Regions from separate parts of the Bos taurus genome. Here region 1 is linked to region 2. The links are chromatin contacts, called in public Hi-C maps. All regions are on one chromosome and are shown on one strand. The core of a region is the stretch at or near the end of the contact, and the rest is flanking DNA. Distances in the headings are between cores, read along the strand shown.

The links. Hi-C and Micro-C count contacts between places; a contact is called where the count stands out from the background.
Region 1: a Hi-C map of skeletal muscle shows a contact between it and region 2, with 3 times the contacts expected there. The contact joins the promoter of RAB3GAP2 here to the promoter of EPRS1 in region 2. A contact is called at or near these places in 2 of 11 Hi-C or Micro-C datasets (skeletal muscle and an unstated tissue).

What each region holds. Positions count from the first base shown.
Region 1 is chr16:23,731,701-23,737,451 of ARS-UCD2.0, forward strand. RAB3GAP2 (RAB3 GTPase activating non-catalytic protein subunit 2) reads right to left here and starts at 3,718. Exons shown (of 35, transcript NM_001192199.1): 1 at 3,604-3,718. The coding sequence starts at 3,718.
Region 2 is chr16:23,534,710-23,540,346 of ARS-UCD2.0, forward strand. It overlaps EPRS1 (glutamyl-prolyl-tRNA synthetase 1), which reads right to left and starts at 2,846. Exons shown (of 32, transcript NM_001243320.1): 1 at 2,683-2,846. The coding sequence starts at 2,728.

The DNA of each region.
Region 1 (5,751 bases), core at 2,468-4,967, 200 kb after region 2:
TGAAAATAAACAAGATGAAATGCCTGCAAGTAACAAATGAGAAAAAGGGATAGTGATGCTGTTTTAGATTACATACTCAAAAAAGGTCTCCCTGAGATGCACTGAGCATGCAAGGATCTGCAGACAACATCCAAGGTGGGGACAAGAGCAAGGGCAATGGTCTGAGGTACAAACGAGCCTGGTGGGTTTCCCTGGAGGCTCAGAAGGTAAAGAATCCGCCTGCAATGAGGGAGACCTGGGTTCGATCCCTGGGTTGGGAAGATCCCCTGGAGGAGGGCATGGCAACCCACTGTAGTATTCTTGCCTGGAGAATCCCATGGACAGAGGAGCCTGGCAGGCTACAGTCCATGGAGTCGCAAACAGTCGGACACAACTAAGCAACTAAGCACATCACAGCTTTAACAACAAAAAAGTGTCTGAAGCATAAGAAATAAGGGGAAAAGAGTATGAGGGTACAAGAAGCGGCAGGAAGTGGGGTCTCAAGGTCCTTTAAGCCATGTGAGAACTTTGGATTTTATATTAAGTGCAACTGAAACCACAGGCAGTTATAGAGAGAAGACTGTTATGATTAAACTGTCTTCAAAAGTTCATTTTGACAGCTTTTGGAACTAACTACGAGTTAACTAACTAACAAGTTAACTAACAAGTCTACAAATTAACAAGTCTAGAGAGGGTATGGAGAAAAGGGAACCTTCTTACACTGTTACTGGGAATAAAAGTTGGTTCAGTCACTATGGAAAACAGTATGAAGGTTCCTCAAAAAAAAAAAAAAACCTAAAAATAGAACCGACTTATGACCCACCAGCAATCCCATTCCTGAGCATGTACCCAGACAAAACTGTAATTCAAAAAGCTACATGCACCCCTATGTTCACAGCAGCACTATTCGCAATAGCCAAGACATGGAAACAACCTAAATGCCTACTAAGAGATGAACGGATAAGGAAAATGTGGTGTGTGTGTGTGTGTATATACACACACACACACACACCACACACAATGGAATATTACTCAGCCATTAAGAAGAATGAAATAATGCCATTTGCAGCAACATGGACGGACCTAGAGATTACCATACTAAACAAAGTGAGTCAGAAAAAGACAAATACCATATATCACTTACACGTGATATCTAAAATACCACACAAATGAACATATCTACCAAAGAAAAACAGACTTAAGGACACAGAATAGACTTGTGGTTGCCATAGGGGAGGGGGTTAGGGGCGGGAAGGATTGGGAGATTGGGATTAGCAGATACAAACTATCATACACAGGAAAAAAACCAAAACCAACCATAGAAGCAGGAAGATCCGTTAAAAGACCAGTTCCATCTAGCACGTGAGAAGATGGTGGCCTGGACAAGGGGAGTGGCAATGGGATAGAGGAAATGTGTTCTTTCCTCTGCATCCTTTATCAACAGTCCTATATCCACCATCATTCACAACCTGGCTCCTTGGAACAGGCAAATTTATTTTTTAACTCCTCTCCCGTCCTTCCCCTGAAACTGTCCTAAGGTCCTAGTCACCTCCATCCACCCAAAGCCAATGAGCACTTTTCCATCCTCATCCTAGCTGATCTCTGCTGTGTTCACCACTACTGACCACTCCTCCCTTTCATCAGATTCTCTCTCACTTCTGGGGCATTACGTTCACCTAGTTTTCCTCTTTCTGTTAAGTCTTCTTCCCATTCATCTCTATTTGACTTAAACTTCAGTGCTCCTCTATGGTTACATCTTCAGTCCTGCATTCATTTCACTATATTCATAACCCTTGAGACGGACTGACACTTTTTACTGGTAACTCCTGAGTTAACACCTCGAGGCCAGGGATCCTTATTAAGTTTTAGACCGGTTCGACTAGACACTGCATACATTTAAAACTGGACAAACTAGAAGCATTTAAGATGCAAAAGATCCAAAACCGATCTCCTTCATTCCCTTTCATTAGAAACCCTTGCCCAAGTCAAAAGCCAAAGGCAACCTCACCTCCCTCTCACTCACCAGCTACAACCCCCAGCACCAGATCTTCACTAGGTCCTGCAGATTCTTTCTTAATATCTTCCTGATTTAGCTGCTGATCTCAAGTCCTGCTGAAGCTACTTTAGGCCATGCTTGCATCATTTTTGCATGGGTTATTGAAATATCCTCAGAATGAAGTTCCCTGCTTCCTATCTCTCCTCCATACTGCTGCCAACACACTTAACAATTATGCAAGAATTTTGCTGATTCCATTAAGGACAAATTTTATCACATCATTCCTTTGCTTAATGTCTTCAGATGTATCTGACTCCTTTCACAAGGCTTCTCATGATCAAGCTCCTTATTACCTTTATGACTCTTCTCCTCACACCGTCCTCTTCAGTCATTCAGCCTCTCTTAGCTAAATACCATGCCATTTCAGGCCTCCCTTCTTCTACAGGTGCTATTCCCTCTCCCCTATTCATCTAAGGGCCACTTCAAAGGTAGACTTAAGTACCTCCACTTCAAAGACTGTATCACCTAGTGCCATATGTATATATACGGCTCACACTGTACAGGAGGGGTTAATTTGTTTGTCCGAGTACACTATACTGCTCCTAGAGGACAGAGACCACCAGTCTCACTTGATTGGCAGCACTACCGACAGCACAGAGCTAACAGTCATAAATAGATGTGATTTGATACTTTCTAAATTTTAAAAACGGAGAGAAACTTATTTACTGGGCTTTTCATCATCATTCCAATACAGCACAAAGTAACAGCACTTTGGACATATGGCTTTGCAGTAAAATGGAAATAAAAAAAAACTGACACACAAAACATACCCCCTTTAAAAGGTAAAACGTAGGAAATTCTGAGGAATTCTGCGGCAGAATAAACAGACTTGGGGTTTTACACTACGTGGGCAAGTCACGCTGTTTGATGATAATAACAAGCAGAAGGCTTCTCATCTCATTAACTTTTCATGGCCAAGCTGCTGTGATTTTAACTCCTGATGTGGCTTCTCACTCCCTGACAGGTTATTTTCCTTTATTTGGGAGCCTCCAACTCACCACCTCAGGAGTCTCTCACTTGTCAATCACTTATTTTCTAAACCTGAATGGGAAGAAAGAGGATGGAAGAAGGCAGAGAGTGGGCGATGACAGACACTTTCAGAAAGAGAAGCAGCAGAAGGCCACACAGTCCCAAACACGGAGGAGCGTGGGGGCTGAGGCGAAACCAGGATAGCGCGCTGACAGCTGGCGAGGAGTGGGGAGGAGGATGCGATCACGGGGCAGGCAGTGTAGAACGGGGGACCCCGGGCCGGAGGGAGAGGGGGAGACGGAGAAGAGACTCAGAAAAGTAGGAGTTGCGGGGTGGGGAAGTGGGCTAGGCAGGGAGCAGAGCAAGCCAGATGCAGTGTTTTGGCTGAGGGCGGAGTGGCTTAGGCGAGAGGAAGACAACACCGACGCAGTCGGGGCAGACGGACACGGCTTCAGGACGCACGGCAGGGGATCCGCGCGGAAAGGAAAGGGGAGGCGAGAGAGGAACTAGGAGCGCCGGGGCGGGCAGGAGACCCGAGCCCGCCGCGCAGGTCCCGCGGGAGGAGGCGGGGAAGGGAGCGGCGAGGCGGGGGCACTTACTGGGGTCCCTCCTCACGGCGCCGCTGGGGGTCTCCTCCCGCAGATGAGGGAAGAGGAAGTCCCGGGCGGCCTGGAGGTCCTGGAAGGAGCAGAACTGGACAATGGAGCAGGCCATGGCTCCGGGAAGCCCGCTCGGGCATTCACCTTACTTCACCACGCCCTGCCCCCCCGCCACCCCGCCGCTGCTCCAGCCACCACCGCGGAGCCCGAAGAGCTTCAGCTACACAGGGGGCGGGGAAACCAAACCGGAAGCTGTCAGCGCCCTCGGTTCCGCCGCCCGGAGCACTGCGCATGCGCGGGACAACCCAGGCGCTCTGGCGGGCGAAAGCCGAATCACCTGACCGGCGGCGTCCGCTGGGTGTAACGTCGCGGTGGAGGCCGGGATCCGGCTTCAGTCCGGGTTCTGCATTCGCACCGGGGGTGAACCCTTTTAGTCATTCTGGCTCTTAGCCAGAGGTGACCTCATTGGACGTTGTCCGCGCCGGCCTTTGAGCCATTTAACCAGTCTTCTAGATGGCCTGGTAGAGAATAATACCTGTTAAGCTACTGCCAGGCCAGTGGGGGACGGTGTCGTGCAAGTATCTGAGTTTGAAAAGATCAAATTCTCTTCTGGAAGTCAGCTCCGTCAAGCCTAGTTCTAAACGCCTCATATAAATTCTCGTCACACTATGCACGCCTAATACAGTACTTATTATACTGTATTGTCCTCTGTTGTTTTCCGACATCCGTTTGCTTTTTCATTCGTTTCTCCGTCCATTCAACAAATTCATTGCTCCTCTTCTGTGTCAGGCACGCAAGGCTTCAGTATAAAGCAGAGACCAAAAGAGGTGAAATACTTGTTCCATGGAGCTTAAAATTCTGATGGTTGACATGGATAGTAAGATATTAATTACTCAACTATTTAACTGAAATTATCATGATGCTAGGAAGAAAAGAAGTAAGTTCATAGCATAACAGGGAACCTCACCAAGTTGTTTTGTTTTATTGGGTTGGAGGTGTTGCCAGTTTCAGGAACAGACTTCATTGTAAATTCCTGAAGGTTGGGATGTCATTTTGTGTCCTTTATATTCAGTGTCTCTTCCCAGGACTTGGCACATAGTGCTCAATAAATATTTCCTGGAGGAATAAATGAAATGGAATATGTACATAAGGTAAATAGAATAACCCACTTCTTTTACAAAGCACTTTATATTTTTTTAAAGTATTTTTCCACACACTTTAAAGGTAGGTAGTCACAATGCCATCCTGAATGTGTCTTATCTCAATTTTTTTAAATGAGGTATATGTGTGTGTATCTGAGAAGACCCTTTTGTTATTCAGTTGCTAAGTTGTGTCAGACTCTGCAACCCCATGGACAACAGCTCGCCAAGCTTCCCTGTCCTTCATTATCTCCCTGAGTTTATTCAAGCTCAGGTCCATTGAGTTGTTGATGCTATCTAACCATCTCATCGTCTGTCACCCCCTTCTCCTCTTGCCCTTTCCCAGCATCAAGATCTTTTCTAATGAGTCAGCTCTTCGCATCAGGTGGCCAAAGTATTGGAGCTTCAGCATCAGTCCTTCCAATGAATATTCAAGGATGATTTCTTTAGGATTGACTGGTTTGATTTCCTTGCTGTTCAAGGGACTCTCAGGAGTCTTCTCCAACATCACAGTTGGAAAGCATCAATTCTTTGGCACTCAGCCTTTATGGTCCAACTCTCATCTGTACATGACTACTCAAAGAGAAGACCCTTTAAGCACATTTAAATGATTTTTCTAAAAAGTAAAAGCTGAAAAAGATAACATTCCTTCTTGATCTCATAAGGGGTCACATGGCACTTAGAACTGGATTATGTAAGCTGTCTATAATATGTCATTTTGTTGCAGGAAAAGGGACCCCTTCCAGGGCCCAAGAATGGGCTGACACATGGAAGTGAGTTGACTGAGGAAACACAGGTGTTGACAAAGTAAGAGACTTTATTGGGAAAGGGCACTCTGGTGGAGAGCTGCAGGGTGAGGAAACCCAGGAGAACTCTTCTGCCATGTGGTTCACAGTCTTGGGTTTTACAGTAATCTGGTTGGTTTCAGGTTGTCTCTGGCCAATCACTGTGACTCAGGGTCCTTCCTGGTGGTGTGCCTGTCACTCAGCCAAGATGGATTCCAGCAAGC
Region 2 (5,637 bases), core at 1,596-4,095:
AGAACTCAATAAAACTAATTTTGAAAGTAAAACTGCCTAATTTTAAGAACAGAAAATGATGCAAAGCAAGCCAATTGTACAAAGATAATTTGAGACAGCCAGGGGAAACTGAAAAAGAACTGAATGTTACATAATAAAAAGAAATTATTTTTTAAAAAATTGCTAATGAAAAATAACACAGAGTATAACCTATTGAGTATATTTTCCTATAATTTTTTTTAAATGATAAAAAGATATCTGACATGCACACACAAAATTCCAAGTAATACGTGAAGGAGTGGCAGAATGGAAGGTCACCATCCGGCATCATCTCATTAATAATCAAGTTGGGCAGGAAGCACTAGTGGACACTGAACCAGTGTGTGAAGGCCTGATGCAGAGTGGAATGTTTACACGGCCCCAGAGCATCTCCCTACAAAAAGCTTGTTAACGGCACAAGGGAAAACTCTACAGTGAGGAAAGCTGTCAGAAACCACCTTAAGTACTCAAGATTAGATCATCAGTAATGGGAAAAAACTCAGGCACTAATCAATGGGCTGCAGTGAAGAACAATAAATCATTTCTGTGCTACTTCTGCCAAAGACGCGGAGCCTCAATCTAGTCATGAGAAGCCACGAGAAACAACCTTGACATTCTTCAAATAAGTGTAATCTCCACAGAGGTCAAATCTATGAAAGCAAGACTAGAAAACCATTCCAGATTGAAAGAAACTGGGCAGACGTGACAAGCAGGCACACAGGATGACCCTAGATTCTGATCCTTGAGCTACAGAGGCAACACAGGAACAATCAGTGTAGGAATCTGAATGGGATCTGTGCATTAGATGAGAGAATTGTATCGATGAGTATTTCCTGATTTTTATGGTCTTGTGAGGTCCTATAGAGTTTTCTTACTTGAGAGAGATGTACTTTGGTGTATTCTGGGGTGTCGAAGCATTATTATCTGCAGTATGTTCTCCAAAGGCATTGGAGGAAAAAAAGGTTCCTTGTTCTAGTCTTGTACTTTTTTAAGTCTAAAATTATATTAACATTAAAAAAAAATGGTACATGCATATAAAATAGAGAAATTCTCACAAAGCAATGTTTTTCTAAATGTTTCATCTAATGCTACTGATTAAAGACAAAATGTACTCGAATTAAACAACCGGGAACAATAAAAACAAAAAAAAAAAGAGGAAGAGAAGCAAACAGAACTATAATTGGTCTATAATTCATAAGGACAACAAAAATCTTTAAGACTCTCCTTCCAGAATACTGAAGATATGGTTCTCAAATTCATAATTTACTAAGGAAACAGGTCTATCATCTTCATGGTGCTTTTCTAAGTGACATGAGTTAAAACTAGCTATTTATTAAAAATCTACAGTGTGTCAGGAACTTAACCTACAGTTTTCATTGATTCTGGCCATCAACCGTATGTAGAAGTTATTATTCCTTGTTTCTTAAACAAGGAAGCTGTGAAGATGCCAAACAAGGAACTTGCCAAGGTTCCACAGCTAGTAAATGGCAGGCAGGATGGGCCCAGATCTCCAGGAACCAAGTGTCTTTGCTCTTAACCATGAGGTCACATTGTCTAGTGCTTTTCAACTGCAGAATCAAACCCATTTCTTTTATTAGAGTATATTGATTTTTGTGTAAGGCTAGCCCATAATTACTGGAACCAATATGCTAAAACACCATTTTAAAAATATTTTAAACAGCATTCAATTGTGCCTTTTGTTCCAAAAGGCTCAAAACACCCTGTAACGAGAATGTACTGAGTAATTTCATCAGCCCGATGCGGCCAACTATATCTGGGCCTTTCAAATATTAGAAAAGTACTTGCGTGTCTATATTAAGAATAAGACCTCAATAAACGGATCAAATTATTCTGTGTAATTTCTCAATGCAATTAAAAAAAAGAAGTAGCTGAAAGTCTAAGCTATCTATCCACAGTAACCTTGGCCATGTTAAATAAGCAATTCCAAATCGAATTTAAGGTGTATCAGGAAGATGGCAAGTCCCACCTTTGCTCTGACATTTACTACATCCATCGGATGTGTAGTAAAGCAACCCCATCACTCCGCAGTGTACTTGAGTGTTCCAGCAATTACCTTGCCACGTTTAATTAATATAAGCGTAACTACGGTTAAAATTTTAAATGCTTCTATGATCATCTTCCTCGTTTCCTTTGAACCCAATGAAACGTGAAGAAAACTTGAGTCAAGGGAATTGACAGGCTTTTCTGAGGACGAAGGAAGGGAGGTAAATAAAGATAAGTGGAGTTGGAGGAAAGCGCTAAAACAGAGGGAACGAAGTACTGGGATTTTAAGTTTTAAAAATGTTATTTCTACGACCTGCTCTTGGTCTCCAGGGGACATCATTGTTAAAAGGGAGAGAAGAGTAAGCTAGAAGTCATCTTTCTGGGGGAGAAGGTCCGAAGCTGAGCCCCATGTCGCCTTGCCCGGGCTCACACCGCGCCCACCTCCACGCCCAGAAAGGTCTTCAGGAGCAAATCCACCTGCAAGGGACCGAGGAAGAGGGGCGCGGAGCCCACCGCGTGTACATTTCCGGAGAGAGAGGCAGGCCTAACCTCCCAGACCAGGACTGCCACTGCGCCAAGCCGGGGCGCGGCGACCTTCCCCTCCCCGCTCCCTCCCCCGGCTGATGCAACCCACACAGGTCTGTGGCCGCGGCCCCTTACCTAGCGGAGGGTCTCCCGAATTCACAGTCAGACAGAGCGTCGCCATCTGCACCGGTCCGCCGGTCTACCTATCAGCGCGCCTGCCCGGCCGCCTGAAACACAACCGACTGGCCCAAAGCGAGAAGCTGCAACGTGGTGTGCGCCGGCTTGACGCTGCCGCAACCCTCGCCCCTCCCCCGCGCCGCGGCCGGCGTCTTGCCGCACAGCGCAATGCGTCATCACCGCGCGCCCCTCCCTCCAGCAGTGGGCGCTGGGGGCCTTCTAGGGTCAGGAGTGCCAACGTGGCCAACGTGCTCCAAGCCGGTGACCGAGGAGAGACACTGAAGCGGACGACGTTTTACGACACTTCGTAAAGTGAGAAGTGAGAAAGTGAAGTCGCTCCGTAGTGTCTGACTCGTTGCTACTCTGTGGACTGTAGCCCGCCAGACTACCCCCGTCCATGGATTTTCCAGGCAAGAATACTGGAGCGGATTGTCATTTTCTTCTCCAGGGGATATTCCTGACCTAGGGATCGAACTCAGATCTCCTGCATTGCGGGCAGACTCTCCACCGTCTGAGTCACCAGGGAATCCCAAAGTGAAAAAAGTAAGTGGTGAGATGGTTTCTGCAGTGTGATGGGTGGTCACCAGAAGCCAGAATTGAAACAAACGGGCTCGTATAGTTGAGGCAGGAGGTAGCTGCGCCCCCCCCGCCCCACCCCCTCCTCCACAGACACTCCAAGATATCAATAGCAGGATGATTGAAAGAGGAGGTTGGGCCCTGATCAGATAAAAGCCCAGAGACCACGTATTTATCATGTTCAAAATCGGGGAGACCTTCCCCTATAGCCCCTTGGAGGTTAGAAGGGGAGTGATATCAAGCTACCCATAGGCCTCTTCACTGGAATCCATCTTGGCTGAGAGATGCACTTGGACACGTCGGAAGATCCTGAGTTAAACCGAACACAGGCTCAGGACCAGACAAATGGAAATGATTAGCCAAAGGAAACCCGGAAGAAATGCCCCACGTGAATGGTTCAAACTACCAAGCGGGTGCAACTCTCTGAGTATCCACTCGTACTTATGCTTTTCCTGCTAATAAACGTGTTCTTTGTTTCATTACTTTCTGTCTTCATGGGAATTTATTTCTGCAGAGCTGAAGGGCCAGGACCTTCTCACTGACCATTAGTCTAGGGGCTAGGATTCAGTACTCCCACCGCGGAGACCCGACCTCAATCTCTGGTGGGGAAAGGAAGCCCACTTCAAGCCGCTGCAGGTCAAAGCCACCCAAGATCATATTTGGTGCTGAAGCCCAGGAATTCAAGGTAAACCTTGGGCTTCACCCAGCTGCAGCTTGAGGCCACTGACTTTCGCTTCTGCTTTCTTTTTCTCACTCTCCATTTCACTTTCAAGACCTACAGGGCATAATTTCTGTCTGCTCAACATTGAGGATGGCAGAGGGGTCCCCCAGGCCGTGCAGATTCAAATAACACTTGGGTGACAGTTGACTCTGGGACATGGTGGAAACGTGGTTGCCAAACCTGCAGGAGCTCAAGGGGTCTTTCTCACCCACTCTCCCTCTGTTGTTCTCCAGTGTGGAACCTTCCACTACGCTTTTCCTTCCCACCTTACTTGCACAACAAGGTCTCTTTCTCACTTCGTGTCTCCGCAACCTTTTAGGGAAGGATTTCCTGGATATTATTCCTAAACTGTGTCCCCACCACTGCCAAACCCAATGCTGCCTGTGTGAGACCAAGTCGTCAGCCGAAGCCCAGTTCTTTTACATCTGCCAGGACGAAACGGCAAAGGATTTTGGGTTTTTCTGCTGTTTGGTGTCTCACCTCACTCAATGCCCAGGAATTTACCGTGAATTTCTCTGCCTCCCGGCCCTTGAGCCTTCAACCCCGTGCCATCTTCCACAGTGCCCAACTCCAGTTTCTTCAAGGGTTCTATTTTGCAACTGATGGACCCCCTTCACTCCAGGCCTTGGCAGCATACACACTGCTACAGACAGCTTATCAGGCTGGCCGCTACCCAGAAGCCCGAATTATAAACTTTGTAGATGCTCAGTCATGAGGAATACACCCCAGCGTAGGAAGACTTATCATAGGACATAAGCTGTATAGACGAGGGATCCCTCCTAAGGAAAGTCCTAGCAGCTGGTCGGCAGTGGTTCAAATGTCCTCCCTTGGCCACCTGGGGAAGACAGCTTCTAAAGGTACTAAGGGAGACCAGAGGTGTCAGAAATCTATGGGATGGTAGAGGTCTGGAAACTCCATCAGGTTTGGAAGGAATTTGGGGTTGCACCCTGAACCCCTTCAGGTTAAAGTCTCCTAGCAAATGTTCCTGGAACAACAGATTCCATTTCTTGGAGCTTTCTCGGTTGCAGGTTAACAGAAAGGCTAGGAAAGGGAAAACTTAAGTTCTACTGTAACAGTGCCTGGCCTTCATATAAGTTGGGGAATGGAGAAAAACTACCTGAAGACAGGTCTCTATAATGCCATTCTACAATTGCATATTTATTGCCACTGGATGGGAAAGTGGACTGAGGATCCCTCTAGTCAGGCTTTCATGGTCCATTACCAAAATTCCACCCTACATGGCTCTTGTAATTCAAAACCTGGGGAACCAGAGAAAAAAAAAAAAAACGTCATTTTAGATGATCCCCTTCAAAGCTCTCCCATGTCTCAGGGGGATACCTAGCTCCCCCTGCTCCTGACAGTATCCCTACTTTTCCAGATCCATCTGACTGAACCCAAACTCCACCTCCCCATGTCCCTCCATCCCCGCAGTTACCCCAGGAAAGAGACTAGTCCCTCTGTCCTGTCACCGTTGGAGCTTCCGATCACCCAGGATCAGGGAAGTTACGCCCTCTTAGGGAAGTGGCAAATGGGGAAGGGACAGTCAGAGTCCCCTTTTATAACCAACTTAGCCCAAAGCAAACAAACGATTTTCTGAAGACCCAAGTAGGGTTTCA